Regions from separate parts of the Mus musculus genome. Here region 2 is linked to region 1. The links are chromatin contacts, called in public HiChIP or PLAC-seq maps. All regions are on one chromosome and are shown on one strand. The core of a region is the stretch at or near the end of the contact, and the rest is flanking DNA. Distances in the headings are between cores, read along the strand shown. Region 1 overlaps Znfx1 (zinc finger, NFX1-type containing 1). Region 2 overlaps A530013C23Rik (RIKEN cDNA A530013C23 gene).

Evidence for each region. HiChIP or PLAC-seq counts read pairs in DNA pulled down with a chosen protein or histone mark.
Region 2: a contact with region 1 is called in an H3K27ac HiChIP or PLAC-seq map of microglia, with 5 times the contacts expected there. The contact joins two enhancer-like sites. A contact is called at or near these places in 2 of 39 promoter capture datasets (liver and pre-B cells) and 1 of 115 datasets of contacts at active chromatin or transcription factors (microglia).

The regions. Positions count from the first base shown.
Region 1 is chr2:167,054,651-167,062,047 of GRCm38.p6, forward strand. Znfx1 (zinc finger, NFX1-type containing 1) reads right to left here. Exons shown (of 14, transcript NM_001033196.2): 2 at 5,382-5,492; 3 at 504-2,291. The coding sequence starts at 5,442. Among named protein-coding and RNA genes, the nearest start is that of Zfas1, 4.6 kb to the right of the region's middle. Within about 2 kb of position 2,376, at least 26 of the 459 cell types and tissues checked have an H3K27ac peak or open chromatin away from gene starts, as enhancers often do. A contact at or near this core is called in microglia, where this site is marked.
Region 2 is chr2:167,696,251-167,703,422 of GRCm38.p6, forward strand. It overlaps A530013C23Rik (RIKEN cDNA A530013C23 gene), which reads left to right. Exons shown (of 2, transcript NR_110334.1): 2 at 1-1,163. Among named protein-coding and RNA genes, the nearest start is that of A530013C23Rik, 9.1 kb to the left of the region's middle. Within about 2 kb of position 5,436, at least 52 of the 459 cell types and tissues checked have an H3K27ac peak or open chromatin away from gene starts, as enhancers often do. A contact at or near this core is called in microglia, where this site is marked.

The DNA of each region.
Region 1 (7,397 bases), core at 1,126-3,625:
GAGTGGGAGCCCTCAAGTGCAGCAGAGAGAGGAGCCAGGATGCTCCATCTAGGCTGCCCAAGTTCACATCCCAGGTCTGCTCACTGTGTGAGCTTCAAAGCACCTCAGAGCTCTTAAGTGAGAGGAAGTTTCCCCTTAGTTTTTTCCATCTGCAGATGGTTTTACTTACCAAGGAGGGCTATTGTCACGACAGTGACCTAACATATATAAAGCAAGGCAATTACATCACACTGTAATTATATATCTGATAGTACTTAATTTAAGATAGCCAACCAACCTGTGGAAGAGAAGAAGCACCTGTTACCCGCAGTCCTCTTGTGAACTGAAGATTCTGCTCCATCACTATGCTTGCCCCTGGGAATGGTCCCCACTAGGAACTATAAGTGTCTATGCCACAGGTGATATTCACTGCATTTCAGGGAAATAGTTCTAAATGAGGCATGCTAGACATCTAGAGCGAAATCTCCCTGTGTGATGCCACAGACTCTGAGGAATCCTCTTACCTGTTCCAGGAGGTCCTTGAATGATAGCCAGCTCCTTGGTGAGGGCGAACTGTAAGGCTTCCATCTGGGAGTCATCCAGCTTCAGGGCTTCTTTGGAGGGCCATTGGCCAAAGTCAAAGACATTAATCCTAGGATGTCTCAAAGCCTCAGCACCTCTCAGAGACTTCCTCATGGCTGAGGGATTCTCCATGAGGGGGGTGAAGTCATATCTGCCACCCATTAGCAAGTACCTCGGGTTCCTCACATAGGAGTCACACTGCACAATGTTCCTCTGGAAGGGGACATCTTCTTCCTGGACCTCTTGTAGCCCTTCCAGGACATGCCGATAAGCCTCAAAGTAGGCTGTTGTCTCCACCATGAGGAAAGAGTCAGAGGGCTGAACGTCAGCCAGCAGCTGCTGGCTCTGCTCGTTGAAGCACAGCTGGACAATCCCTTGGCAGAGATCTTCGTGCTCTCGGTTTGAAACGGTGGCAAAAAGAAACGTCTCGAAGTTGTCCTTGGACATGCACACTAAGGACCCATACAGCAGTCGCTTGGAATTCTGCCAGCGAACAAGCTTGAGCGGCTTGGTGTCAAACTGCACTTTGTACACGATGCCAGAGGCTGAGCACATCGGGGTGATGATCCTAGCGTCAAAGTAGATTCGGATGTCATCGAACTTCCTCTTCCTCAGACACTGGTCCTCGAAGCTTTGTAGAAGCTTCAAAATGCCTTCCCGAAGGGGCCTAACAAAATCCTCTCGCAGGAGGCGGAAGTGAGTGTCGAGGTAGACAGCAGTGCTCTCGTATTTCCCGGAAATGATGTTGGGGCGAAGGAAGGGCTTCTCATCTAGGTGCACCTCGTTGTAGGTGGGGTAGATGGGCATGGCCCGGTAGCTCTCAACCTCCCCTTCCGCCTCAGCCTGCACTAGAGTGTAGGTGTCTACTCTCAGACTGCCCTGGCGCCTCTTTTCCTGCAGATACTTAATGATAGCCTGTACCTTTTCCAGGTTCTTCTCTGTCTCCTCTTCTATGTCAACCCCAGAGGCTCTCAAAGCATTAAGAGAAGTCGGCAGGAGAGAGATGAGCATGGAGGTTTCCTGCATAGAGCTGGCAGGGAAGACACTGACGAGGTCCTGGAGGAGGGAGATGATATTGCTTATGTGTTCTGGGTACTGGTTCCGAATGTCGGGGCTGGGCTCCGTGATCATCCCCACCACGTAAGCTGGCAGGCAGACTCGGAGGAACTTGGAGTTGTTCAGGATGCCCAGCACATGCAGGATGCTCTGACGGTCTATCCGGGAGCTGCACGCCTTCCGGAGAACTTGGCAGATCAGCTGAAGGAAGCTGGGCTTCATGGAGGAATGAGAAAGCAGTTCCTTGAGCCCTAGGCTTGTGGCAAGCGTGATGGCCACCTCAGAGGGCTCCTTCTGCAGGAGGCTCTCCAGGAACTTGTAGCCCAGTCTCTTGGTCTGCTGTGGCTGCTCTCCTGGCTTCTGGGGTGGGGTGTGCCACTGCTGGAAAGTGTCGCTGGACCATGGTGGTCTGTGGCTCCTACCTTCCTGGTCGTCATTCCTCCTCCTGGTGTCATTCTGGCTTTGTCTCTGGTCTCTAGCTTCGTCACTGGTATGCCCTTCCTGGTTTCTTCTTCCCTGATGTGGGTTCCTGCCCATAGCCCTAAATCTCTCTTCCCTCTGTCGGAAAGGAGCAGGATGGTTGCTGGCCCTCAGATGCCTTCCAGCATGGTTGGTGGCTGCTGGGTTATTGGTCTGGTTTCTAGCTCTTGGTGGCAATTCTCCATCCATAGGACCTAAACACAATGGGGACACTGGGTAAGCAGAGTGGAGGAGTCACGACGCCCAATAAGACAATAATGAATACACTTTCATCTTCCAAAACAAACAAGCAGCTCAGACTTTGCTTGTAGAGATTGAAGTTTCTCGCCAAGGGTTGAGAGGGTGATAGCTTAGCAGTTAAGAGCACACACTGTTCTTTCAGAGATTAGTTCCCAGCATCCACACTGGACAGTACAAAACTGCTCTAACTCCAGCTCCACGGGGATTCAGTGCCTCTGGCTCTGCAAGCACAGGCACACACGTGCCCATAACACAGACAGGGTTGTTAAAAAAACAGTAAGTTTTATTTTGTCTCTTCAAAACAGTCTTAGTATGTAGCCCTGGCTGTCCTGGAACTCACTCTGTAAACCAGGCTGGCCTTGATCTCACAGAGATCCACCTGTCTCCTCCTCTCTGGTGCTGGGATTAAAGGTATGCACCACCACACCCAGATTATTAATTTTTTAAGGTTTCTTATAAAATTGTATAATAAATAAAATACAGAGCTACAGAGCCAGCCAGGTGTGGTGGCTCCTAACTGTTGTCCTCAGAGACTGAAGCAGGAGGATCATTCAAGGCCAACTTGGATAGCATAGTTTCTTAGAAGTTAGCTTGGGCTACACGGCAAGAAGCTGGTGTGTGTGTGTCTGTGTGTGTGTGTTGTCTGTGGGACCTAGACAGTGGTAGTACACTTGCCTTCAATACATGAGGCCCTGGGTTCTATGACAATAGTACACGAAAAAATGATTACTGTTGCTGTATAGAAGAGACTGTTTCCTGAAAGATACAAAACAGAAACCAAGTGAGCTCCTGTGAGCGCTCCGGCAATGGTGGAGAGGTTACTGTATTTCATCTTACTTTGTGCCCCATGCTGGTGTCTAACTTTCAAAAGGTTCTAGTCTCTGGCCAGCACAAAAGTCAGAAGACAAGAGTCAGCAGCAAGGCATGGTCACTTCCTCACTGTGGAGCCTTGGGCAGTTTCTCCGTCTCTTAGTGTTTGGCTGCTATTGATAAAATGTTTATAAAACATCAGGTAGCCAGGCAGTGGTAGCGCACGTCTTTAATCCCAGCACTCAGGAGGCAGAGGTAGGTGGGATTTCTGAGTTCGAGGCCAGTGTGGTCTACAGAGTGAGTTCCAGGACAGCCAGGGCTATTCAGAGAAACCCTGAAAAAAAAAACCAAAAAACCAAAACAAAACAAAAAAAAAACCATCAGGTAAACACTGCCAATGTGTATCTCAATGTTTCATGTAGACTTAATCAGAGGAAATTTATTTTAAAACACATAAAAATTACTCTCGGACTACCTTGTGACTTCTGCAGCTCCTCTGCTAAACAGCTATCACGTGCTACAAGGCCAAGTGGAATCAAACTATGAAGGAAACACCACCTGATCTTTGCCCTGCAACAGGAAATGCAGCTTGAATGGGAAGGAGGAAGGCAGTGCCTCCCCCTTCCAAGATGGTTTTTTTTATTTTTGTGGCTAATCCACAGACTGTGGAGAGAAGGAAGCACCAGCACCCAGTTTCCTTGTTGGAAAATGAAAACTGAAACCTGAAACTCAACTCTGATTCAGGAAACTTAAAATCGAAACTAATTATCCCCCCCCCCCTTACAACTGCTTGTCTTACACAGGGACCCTGGGACCCAGGGAGGCAGCCATCACTTTCCTTCCCTCTACAGGGATTCTACAGCTGGCCTTAGCAGAATGCTGTGATTTGCAATTTGTGATTCACAATTTGACAATAAAACTTAGGAAAGCTACTTCAGATTTTTTTTTAAAGATTTATTTTTTCTTGGATATTTTCCTTATTTACATTTCAAATGTTTTCCCCTTTCCAGACCTCCCCTTTGGAAACCCCGTCTCATTCATCCTCCTTAACACTTAAGATTTAAGATGACAGACTGGCCAGGCAGTGGTGGCTCTTTAATTCCAGCACTTGAGAGACAGAGGCAGAAAGAAGCAAGAGGATCTCTGAGTTCAAGGCCATCCTATACAGAGTGAGTTCCTGGACAGCCGGGATGCTGAGAAACCCTGTCAGATGCAAATACACTTAAGTGGGTCTTTTGTTTATTTTGTTTTGTTTGATGCCAGGTCTCACTGTGTAATCCTGGTTGGCCTGCAATTCACTAACTACACTGGCTTAAAACACAGAAATTTGTTTGCTTCTACCTTCCTGCTGCTGGGATTAAAGAAGCCACCTGACTAGGGTCTTTTTTTTTTTTCTGGTGGAGATAGGCTCTAATCCTGTAACCCAATGTGGCCTCTAATTCTTAAAATATTTATTATTATAAACACTATTATCATTTTATGTATATGAATGCTTTGACCCACAGGTGTCTATGCACGTTAATTCTCATAAAGTGTTAATATCTTAATATCATTAACTTAAGAAACTAGAGCATTACATTTTACTGAGTTGCCATTAAATTAGAAAAAAAAAAATTTCAAGACTCAGTCGATGAGGGCACTTGCTAACCAACCCTGACAATGTCAGTTCAGTCCTCAAGACCACATGATAGAAGGAAAAAACCCAACTCTTAGGAGAAGTCTTCTGATTTACACACACACACACATCATTAAAAATTAATGCTATTGGTTATCCTTTTAAATTTCCTAACGATGCTATTGGCGATTAGACGCAGTTTCTATTGGGCAGCCCGGCTGCAAACCACCAGTCAGTCTGTTTCTCACCTCCTACCACCTGCGGGGAACCAAAAAGGAACCTTCCAGGAGGCAAGGGCTCTAACTCCCCAGCCCTGGTTTGGGAGGCAAGCTTTCAGCAAGGAGCTCAGAGTGGCCTTAATCTCACAGTTTAGCTGGTCTCAAATTCTCAAGCCTCTTCTCCCTGCTGGATTGACAGGCCTACCGTCCTACCACAGAACCGTCTGCAGCTCTCCTAGGGAGACCAGGCTGGCCTCAGGTCTGCCTGCCTCTGCCTCCCCAGTGCTGGGATTAAAGGTGTGCGCCATCACACCCACCACGCAAGGAGGTCCTCACTAATTGAAAAACGCAGACCATCTCCGGTAGGCCTCCCCTTTTCACCTGATAGAAACCCTGCTTACCTCTGTGGTTGGCAGGCGGATTCCTGGGCCTGGCCTCTAGATGAGGTCTTCTGTCTTCCATAGCTGAGTCTCACGAATTCTGCCACCTTCGCCTGACTTCGTTACCTGTAACTGCACAGGCTGAGAGTCACCGGTGCCCTTCAAACACAGCAAATACCCAAACCCCACGAAGCCGGCCCTTCTGCCTTTATATGTTAATCATTTATTAAGGAAGGGTAAAACATGCAGATTCTAATCACAGCACAAGCACTCAACCTTGCGGATTCCCAACCGTGCTACAAACTCTAAACTTAACCTCACAATTTAGGCGATTCCAAGGGATCCAATCCTCCATTCCCGGACTCCTTCACTTGCTTGGGGTCAGAAAGAGAGAGTCATCAACTCCCAAACTACTGTTTGGTTTGCCTTCAACCAGGTTACTTAATCTACAGCTTAGGTTTCATTTCCTTTCTTACAAAATGATTGCTGGGGCAAAAGGAGTACAAGTGTGTCAATCCAAAACCATGTGCCAGCTAGCTGCAGGGTGCATGCTGGCAGCTCAGCTCAGCTCCTGGGAGCTGGAGGCAGGAGGGTCGGCAAGTTAAGAGCGGGGAAGCAGAAGCAGGAAGATCAGAAGAAATTCAAAGACAGCTTCCACTGAGCCTGAGGCCAACATGGACTCTATGAGACCCTGCTTCAACAAACACACACCCAAGGGCTCAGGACCTGGCCAGGCATTCTTAGGACACAGCAGTGGACAGGTTCCCTGCTCCCTCCTGCTAGACAGCAAGTGAGCTCTTAGCCTTCTTTCCTCTCAACCAGCTAGCAATTCTTGCCTTGCTTCTGTCTTGAGGATTTCTGATGCTGGGTGAAGAGGAAGCCCCTTCAGGGAACTTCTCAATATAACTCAGGCATAGCCTGTGGATGCAGGGGGGCAGGGTGGTGGTGACTCAGTTCTCAGCTAAAGGATTTTTGAGACTGTCCTCACAGTTTTAAAATATTCATAGTTGGAAACTGTGAATAGATTTGGCATTGTATGAGAGGTGGCTTTTATTCTTATCAGAAAAAAAAAAAAAAAGAGTCCCTTTTCTTCCCACAGGGAATATTTTCTGTGGTGACTTTTCTCCTCATCTTACCAAACCCTGTTCTTATGATGCAGGCTCAATGGTTAGTGTTTGTTTTAAGAAAAATTTTCTGAGGAAAATCCCTTCTTCCTCATTTTGAAAAAAAAATACTAAAATAGAATGCAGCAGCAGTGTAAAAGAAAACAGAAGCAAATAAGTGCTAGAGAAGGCGAGGGAAGAGTGGCAGGAGCAGGCGGGGAGGGCAAGTAAGGCAGGGAGGGCAAGCAAGGCAGGGAGGGCACCAGATCAGCAATGGTTAAGCTGTTGCAGGGATAACATTTAGAGACTTCTAATTACAGGGTAAGATGAAAGAGGATGGAGCAAGAGGTGGCAGCTGGGTTGTAGCTAGGTAAATTTCAAGTCCCGAGAGAAGTCGCCACACCATACATCCCTCAGAGAAACACTGTAAGGTTACAGAAAGCAGGAGAGATCTGGGGGGGACTCAGAGGTAGGGCAGGGCCTAGGGATGGGGAGCCCAGGGTGGTTGTGGAACAAGTGGGTATAGCAATAGGTGAGAAATGGAGAGAGTGGGGCTCCAGGGACCGGGAGCAGAGGCAGGACAACTACGCACAGGGGATGACTGGGTGCTGAGATGAAGGGGCACTAGAGGTGGGGTGTGATCAGGGTGGTGACAGATGAACTGAAGAGAGTCGAAGCAGGTAATGGCAGTGCCCGCGGCTCAGGATACGCTGGGTACTGAGGGAGGAGACACCGACTCTGGAGGTGATGGGGGCTGCTAAGGAGAGGAGACAGGGACTCTGGGGAGTGATGGTGAGGCTAATGGAAGGGAACAGGGATTTAGGGGTGATGGGGCTGCTGAGGAGAGGAAACAGGGACTGGGAAATGGGGCTGCTGATAACCAGGTAGACTTAACTCAGGGAACGATGGAGGGTGACGGTGGAGGTGGGAGGAC
Region 2 (7,172 bases), core at 4,186-6,685, 640 kb after region 1:
GCCAGCCTGCCAGGGCTAGAAGGCACCTTCGTCAGGCACAAGGGCCAGCCCACCAAGATCGCTGTGGGGCGAGTCAGGAGGCCAGGGAGCTGGCAGGGTAAGTTATTATTTTTATAGCTGTCACCAGATCCCTGGCCCAGCCTTGCAGCCCTGGCAGGGACAGAGGCAGCCTGGGAGAAGGAGGACGCCTTAGAGGCTTGGTAGTCAGGGCAGGGGCTGTGGAGAAGGGAACACCGGGGCAGGTCAGGGCCTGCTGGGCCTCGGCTTCTCCTGCTTCATGGGGTGAAGGGCTGGTGACTGATACACAGACATGGCATCTCTTGCCTTCGTCCCTGACCCCAGGCATGTGCCATGAGGTTCTCCCAGGCCATTCCAAGAACTGCATTGCACCCTGCTCGAGTCCCCTTAGGCCTACTCCAAGACCATGTGTGACTTCCTTTACAGCCTCATCCTGTCTGTCCATGTGGCCAACTCCTGCTGTGGATTCCTCTTCCTTAGTCTACCATCACACCTGCAAAGGCACTTAGCTGTCCCTGCCGGGGGCCTCAAAGGGCCAAGCCAATGCCCAAGAGCCCCTCCCTACACCCAGGTTATCAGTACTCTGATTTTGTTGTTAGGACAGTATGGCATGTAGCCCAGGTTACCCCTAAAATGCTGATCCCCTTGCCTCTATTTCTGGAGTGCTGGGATTAGAGACCTACATTATGCCAGTTTCATGAAATGTTGGGGATTGAACCCCTGACCTTGTACACACTAGACAAGCTGCATCCCCTGCCACTATACCGTGAGTTCTGATAACAAGAACTTGTTCACCCATTTCTGTGAATTGTGTTAAAGGAATCCCATGCTTGGTCCCCAACTCCAACTTCACGTTTCTCTAAGTGGCAGTGTGTGACTTGCTAGTCCTTTTTATTGCTGAGTGGCCACTCATTTTATAGCTTGGGGACAATTTGGTTTCCATCTGGGCTCTTTAGGGGTGGCTGAGATGGATACTGTACAAACATGTGGTCCAAAGTGTGTGTGTGTGTGTGTGTGTGTGTGTGTCTGTCTGTCGGTCTCTGTGTTAAAAAACACTTGTCATCTTGAAAAAGATTGAAGATTTATAGGAAAATGACAAACTTGGGCATATTTCATCTGGACTGGGAATAAATCATTGAGTTCTCACCAGTCCTTCATTATTTGTTTCTCGTAAACTTTTTGTTGGTGCTAGAGAGAGGGCACAGTCATTAAGAGCACCGGCTGCCCTTTCCAGAGGACCTGGGTTCAATTCCCAGCACCCACATGGCAGCTCACAACTGGAGTCTATAATATCAGTTCCAGGGGACCATCACACAGACAAATATGCCAGCAAAACACCAATGCACATAAAATAAAAATAGGTAAATCTATTAAAATCTTTGTTTCTTGGTGGGCAGTGATGGCACACAGTTTTAATCCCAGCGCTTATAGGGCAGAGGCAGGTGGATCTCTGTAAATTCAAAGGCAGCCTGGTCCACAGAGCGAGTTCCAGGACAGCCAGGACTGCACAGAGAAGCCCTGTCTCAAAAAGCCAAAAAATAAAATATAAATAAATAAATAACATTTTTGTTTGTTTCTAAGACAGTCTCACTATGTAGCTCTGGCTGGCCTGGAACTCACTATGCACATCAGGCTGGCCTTGGTGGCTTCATGGCCTTCACTGTCTTTAGCAGGTCGGGGACTCCAGGGGGCTGTTTGTGGCTTGGTCCCCGCAGCAGCTGCACAATCTCCTTGAATGTGACTCAGGCTCTGAGCCTCTGCAGGACCCAGAGGGCTGAGTGCTACTCTGTCCCAGTGCTGACAGTGACACTCTTGGTCACCTGACCAAAGCAAGTACTGCAGGCTTCACTTTCGGTTTTGGTTTAGGGTTTTTGAGACCAGACTGCCCTGGCAGGCCTCAAACTTGCAGTCAATTTCCAGTTTCTGTCTCTGGAGCCCTGGGCTCAGCAGCGGCCATCATACTGGGTCAGGGGGTCAGGTTTGTAAGGCCACTTCTCCCTCTTCCAACCCCGCAGACATTGGAGGGAAGGAACTTTGAAACAATGTAGATAAGCTTGGATGGCCTCCAACTTTCAAGTAGTTACTTATTTGCTTCTAAAATAACCTTTTGTGACTTTTTTTTTTCTTTTTTTCTTTCTTTCTCCCCCACCCTCACCTCCACCTCCAAGACAGGGTTTCTCTGTGTAGCCCTGGCTGTCCTGGAACTCACTCTGTAGACCAGGCTGACCTCAAACTCAGAAATCTGCCTGCTTCTGCCTCCCAAGTGCTGGGATTAAAGATGTGTGCCACAACTGCCCCACCTTTTGTGACTATTTATTGACTTATTTATTTATCTGTGTGGTGGATGTCAGAGGACAACTTGTAGGAGGGGTTGGCTCTCCCCTCACTGTGGGTCCAGAGGATCAACTCAGGTGGTCAGGCTTGGCAGTAAGCACGTTTCCCCACTGAGCCTTGACCTATACATACTTCTAATTACCTAACTATTTATTGACTGGTTTGTATGTGTGTGTGTGTGTGGTGTGTATGGTATGACGAGTCTGGTATGTGTATAGTATGTGATATGTGTGTGTGGTGTGTGTGTATGGTGTGTGTGGTTCGTGTGGTATGTATGTGCACACATTGTGTTTGCGTGTGTGTATGTGTGTGCACGTGCATACATGCGCACACGCGTGTGTGTTTTCATGGGGGGCATGTGCACCTGTGGAGGCAGTAGGTCACAGGCTGGTGTCTTCCTCGGTGGCTCTCTACCTTATTTTTAGATACAGGCTCTTTCACTGAACCTGGAGCTCATGGCTTGGGTTGCACTGTCTGGCCTAGGGTCAGCCTGTCTCCCCCTCCCCAGCACTGAGGTTACAGGCTCACATCATCACACATGGCTTTGACGTGGGTCCTGGGGTTCTGAACACAGGCCCTTAAGCTTGCAAAGCAAGCACCTTACCCACAGAGGCATCTACCAGCCCCTCGTTTATTTTTACCGCTATAGAGCCATCATTTCTTTATTATCTGGAGGGTTAAGCCAGCATCACCACCATCATTAGAGCATCCTCATTGACACTTTAATTTGTTGATGTTTAAACTTGTCTGGGGTTCTGAATCCCGGATGCCTGTCCTGGTGCTCTGAGGACAAGGCTTGGCTGCCCCATAAGCCCCCCCCCTCAGCTTCTCAGAGGTTGGGGGTCCTCAGACTCTCTGAAGCCTCTGAGTGCTTGCAAAACAATGGCATAGGATCTGTGACTTACTCTTCATAAGATGAGACTCTTCATCAAGTTCTGGGTATGCTGGATGTCAGAGCTGGCTCTTTTCTCATCAGCCGCTGGGCCCAGATAGGAGACAGTGATGGTGAGGCCTACCTGTCACTACTGGATGACTTAGGTCCGGTGTGGGTCAGGGTGCCGCGGACTCAACACTGGTGGCTTTTGGAATGGGGTCACTTTCTCTTCTGGGCTTTCCATGCATCAGAGAGAAGGTACCACAACTCCTGTCTTCACCTACCAGACTCCACTGGCTTCTCCCTGAAATGGGGTCTTGAATGCATGGTGACCCTTCTGCCTCAGTGTCCTGAGTGCTGAGATTACAGCAGTAAGTACCCACTCTTAGATTTGTTTGTTTGCGATAGGATCTCCTTGTATAACCCACATTGGCCTTTAACTTGCCATCCCCCTGCCTCAGCCACTGCTGGGCTAGCAGGTATGCAACACCATGCCAGGCTTCCCATCGAAGCTTCCAGCTGTTACTTGGAGGCAAAACTGCTTTTGGTTGAGAAATCTCTGGTATGGAGGGAGATTAAGTGTCTCTCGGTGGTTTGTGGGACATACTGCTTTCCCTGTCCCTGTCATTTGGTTAGGAGATCAGGGAGAGCCAGCATCAGCCTGCCTGCAACCAGGGGGGATGAATCCCAAGCCCCCCCGTATTCCTGTCTCTTCCTGGGTTGGTCAGGGCCAGGGCTGGCGAGATAGGTCAGATACAGGGAGAGAACATTGCAAAATCAGTCCTTGGGCTGTGTCTCATTTAATCCTTGAAATCGCTCAGTGGGATGGGACACTTCCCTGTCCTCATTTTCTAGCCAGGAGACAAATTGCAGGTGTCTTTACACGACACCCAGGAACCCAGTGTCACTCCTGTTGTCCCTGTGCAGGAGCAGAGAGCCAGCTCTAGCTTCCCCCCCCCCCGAGAATGTGGGGTGAATTCAAACCAAGGAATGCCCTACAGAACAGCTGGCTGGGACCCTCAGTCATCTGGAGGTCATGAAAATTGAGGCAATGCCGGGAAGGAAGTACTTTAGACAGTTAGACCCCAAACACAATGAAAGGGACTTATGTCACTCTGGACCAGACAAATGTCAGAAGACCCACAGGGGAACAATTGTGATGTTGACTTGAACTCAGTTTTAGTACTGTGTGTGATTGCACACATGTGAATGTGTATATGCTGGTGTGTACACACATGTGCATGAGATGAAAGTCAGGAGATACTGGATGGGGGTGATGTCATGTTTACAACTCATTCTCAAATGCAGATGGAAGGGTAATGCTAAGCTGGCTCGGGCAGCATGTGCCCAGATTACTGGCTCTTAGGGGGGTGTCTTGGTTCAGGCCATCGTAGGCTGCACAATGATTTGAGACTGTCACAAAAATTAAAAAAAAAATCACAAGAAAAGAGGGCCAAAGTGCAGGGAAGCTGTGGGAAGAGCAGCCTAGGGAGACAGCCTGGAGCCTCACACGAGAGTCTTCCCATTTCTCTGCAGGATACGAAGAGAAACTCTGACCTCCAATGCACCCAAGAGAAAGAAAACACTTGCAAAAGGCTTGTGGGCCCACAGCAGTTACAGCCCTCACAGTCTCAAACCAAAGCCGAGGAATAGTCCCGAGGACAGCAAAACCACAGATGAGCTGCAGATCTGAGCACCTGGCTGGTGAATCTTGGAGGTGTTCACTGTGCGAGGATGCTAGACACAAAGGGCCACTCTGTGTGCTAAGTCTTCCACTCCAAAACTGAAGGGAGGTCCCAGTCACCCTGGCAGTTTGCTCTGTGGGCAGGAGAGTTACTGCCTCGGTAGGGGCATCAGGAAGCCCCCTGAACAGCTAAGAGGTGTCTGGATCTTATGGGAAGGTGGTCCTTTAGATACATCCAAACCCACTTATAGAACTGTATACAATGGGCCAGGCTCGATTGGTAGAGCATTTGCCTAATGTCAAGAGGCCCTGGGTTTCATTCCCTGGGTAAAAACATGGTATCACGGTGGTGCACGCCTGCCATCTCAGCTTTAGGGAGATGGAAGCAGGACAGTCAGAGAGGTTGAAGGTCATCTTCCCCTACACAGGGAGTTTGAAGCCAGCATGAGCCACATGAGGCACTACTTTGGAAAACAACAAAAGCAAAAGGAAATCCACAAAAGGTTCACAGAGCTCGGTGCATCTGACCCACTTCCTTATACGCTGTGCCACCCAGCTCAAACCTGAAGTCAGTGACACAACCGAATAGTGGGAAGAACACATTGAAACAGAGGAGAGTGAGGTGGATGGGAGGCAGGTAGGCAGGCAGGCAAGCAAACAGTCAGGGAGGGAGGGAGGCAGGCAGGAGGGCAGGGAGGGAGGCAGGCAGGCAAGCAGTCAGGGAGGGAGGCAGGCAGGCAGGAGGGCAGGCAGGCAGGCAGGCAGGCAGGCAGACAGACAGACAAGAAAGAAAGCAAGCAAGCCAGCCAAGCCGGCAGGCAGGCAGGCAGATCCAGCGAACAACCCAGAGAACCAGCAAGCCAGCGAGCAGAGGAGCCTGTGCAGGCAATAGTGTCTCTGGGGGAAGGGACGTCCTAGGCATCTGAGATGAAGGAGAAAAGCTAAAACAATCCCAGAGTTCAAATTGTTGGAGGTCACACAGCAAGTGGGTTTCAGGACCTGACTTGAACCCAGCTCTGAGGATACCGGCATGTTCTCCCTTCCTGCTGCACTGGCCTGGCCTCTCGAGCAGGAAGAGCCCCACTGCAATCTGGGAGGCTCCCCAGGGCCTGATGGAGATGGCGAAAGCAGCTTGGCAAAGAAGGTCCAATCCAGAGCTGCAGCTCCAAGTGGGGAGGGGGGTCAGTGGGGCACAGGCCCCAGTGGGGCATCCATCTCTCCCGGGCCTCCACCTACCTCCCGTGGCTTTTGCCTTGCTTCCTGGGTCAGAGCGTGGGATCTCTTGCCTCCAGGCTTGGGTACAAATCCAGTTTCATCTAACTTGGCAACATGGGCCCTGGGCCTGGGTTTCCAGCCCCAGAACCCAACCTCTTAGCCTCAACCGGGCAGTAAGCCTTCCACTCAGAGGAGAGTGGGGCTCACTCCAGTGCTTGCATCCTGGAATTGCCAAGGTAGGTAGGAAGGGGGCTCTCAAATCCCAGCCTGCCAGAACAAAATGGAAAGTTCTAGAAAAGCCCCTTCCTGACTGTCTGGGGTCGTAGAGGACTCTTACCAACCACAGTGGTTTTGGGAAAGGTTTTCAGCAATCTAAGGGGGACTGGGGTAGGCTTCTGGGGACATGCCAGGATAGGTCTCGATCCTAGCACTCAGGAGGTCCTGCAGAAAGCTCATTTGTGTGGCCAGCCTGGGCTCCAGAATGAGATCTCGGTTTAAAAAAATAAATAAATAAAAATAAAAACAGAACGACGCTGTCAAAATGGCTGAGTGGGAAAAGGTGCTTGTCACTAAGCTGATCACCTGAGTTTGCTCTCCAGGGCCCACACAGCAGAAGGAGAGAACCAATTCCCACGTGTGTCCTCTGACCTCCACACGTGAATGGTGAGACACTCAAACATACACACACAAATAAATAAACCTAAATTAAAAAACAAAATTCAAAACAAGGAGAAAGAGGAGAAGAAGAGAAAGTGTGGGCCAGTGCAAGCTAACAGCAGCAGCTGTCACTCTTGACTCCTGGCTGGCATGTCGTCCTTGTCGCCTTCTTCTTCGTCTTCTTCCTTCTTCTTCCTTCTTCTTCCTTCTTCTTCCTTCCCCTCCTCCTTCCCCCTCCCCCTCCCCCCTCCCTCCCTCCTCCTCTTCTTCTTCCTCCTCCTCCTCCTCCTCCTCCTCCTCCTCCTCCTCCTCCTCCTCCTCCTCCTCCTCCTCCTCCTCCTCCTCCTCCTCCTCCTCCTCCTCCTCCTCCTCCTCCTCTTCTTCTTCTTC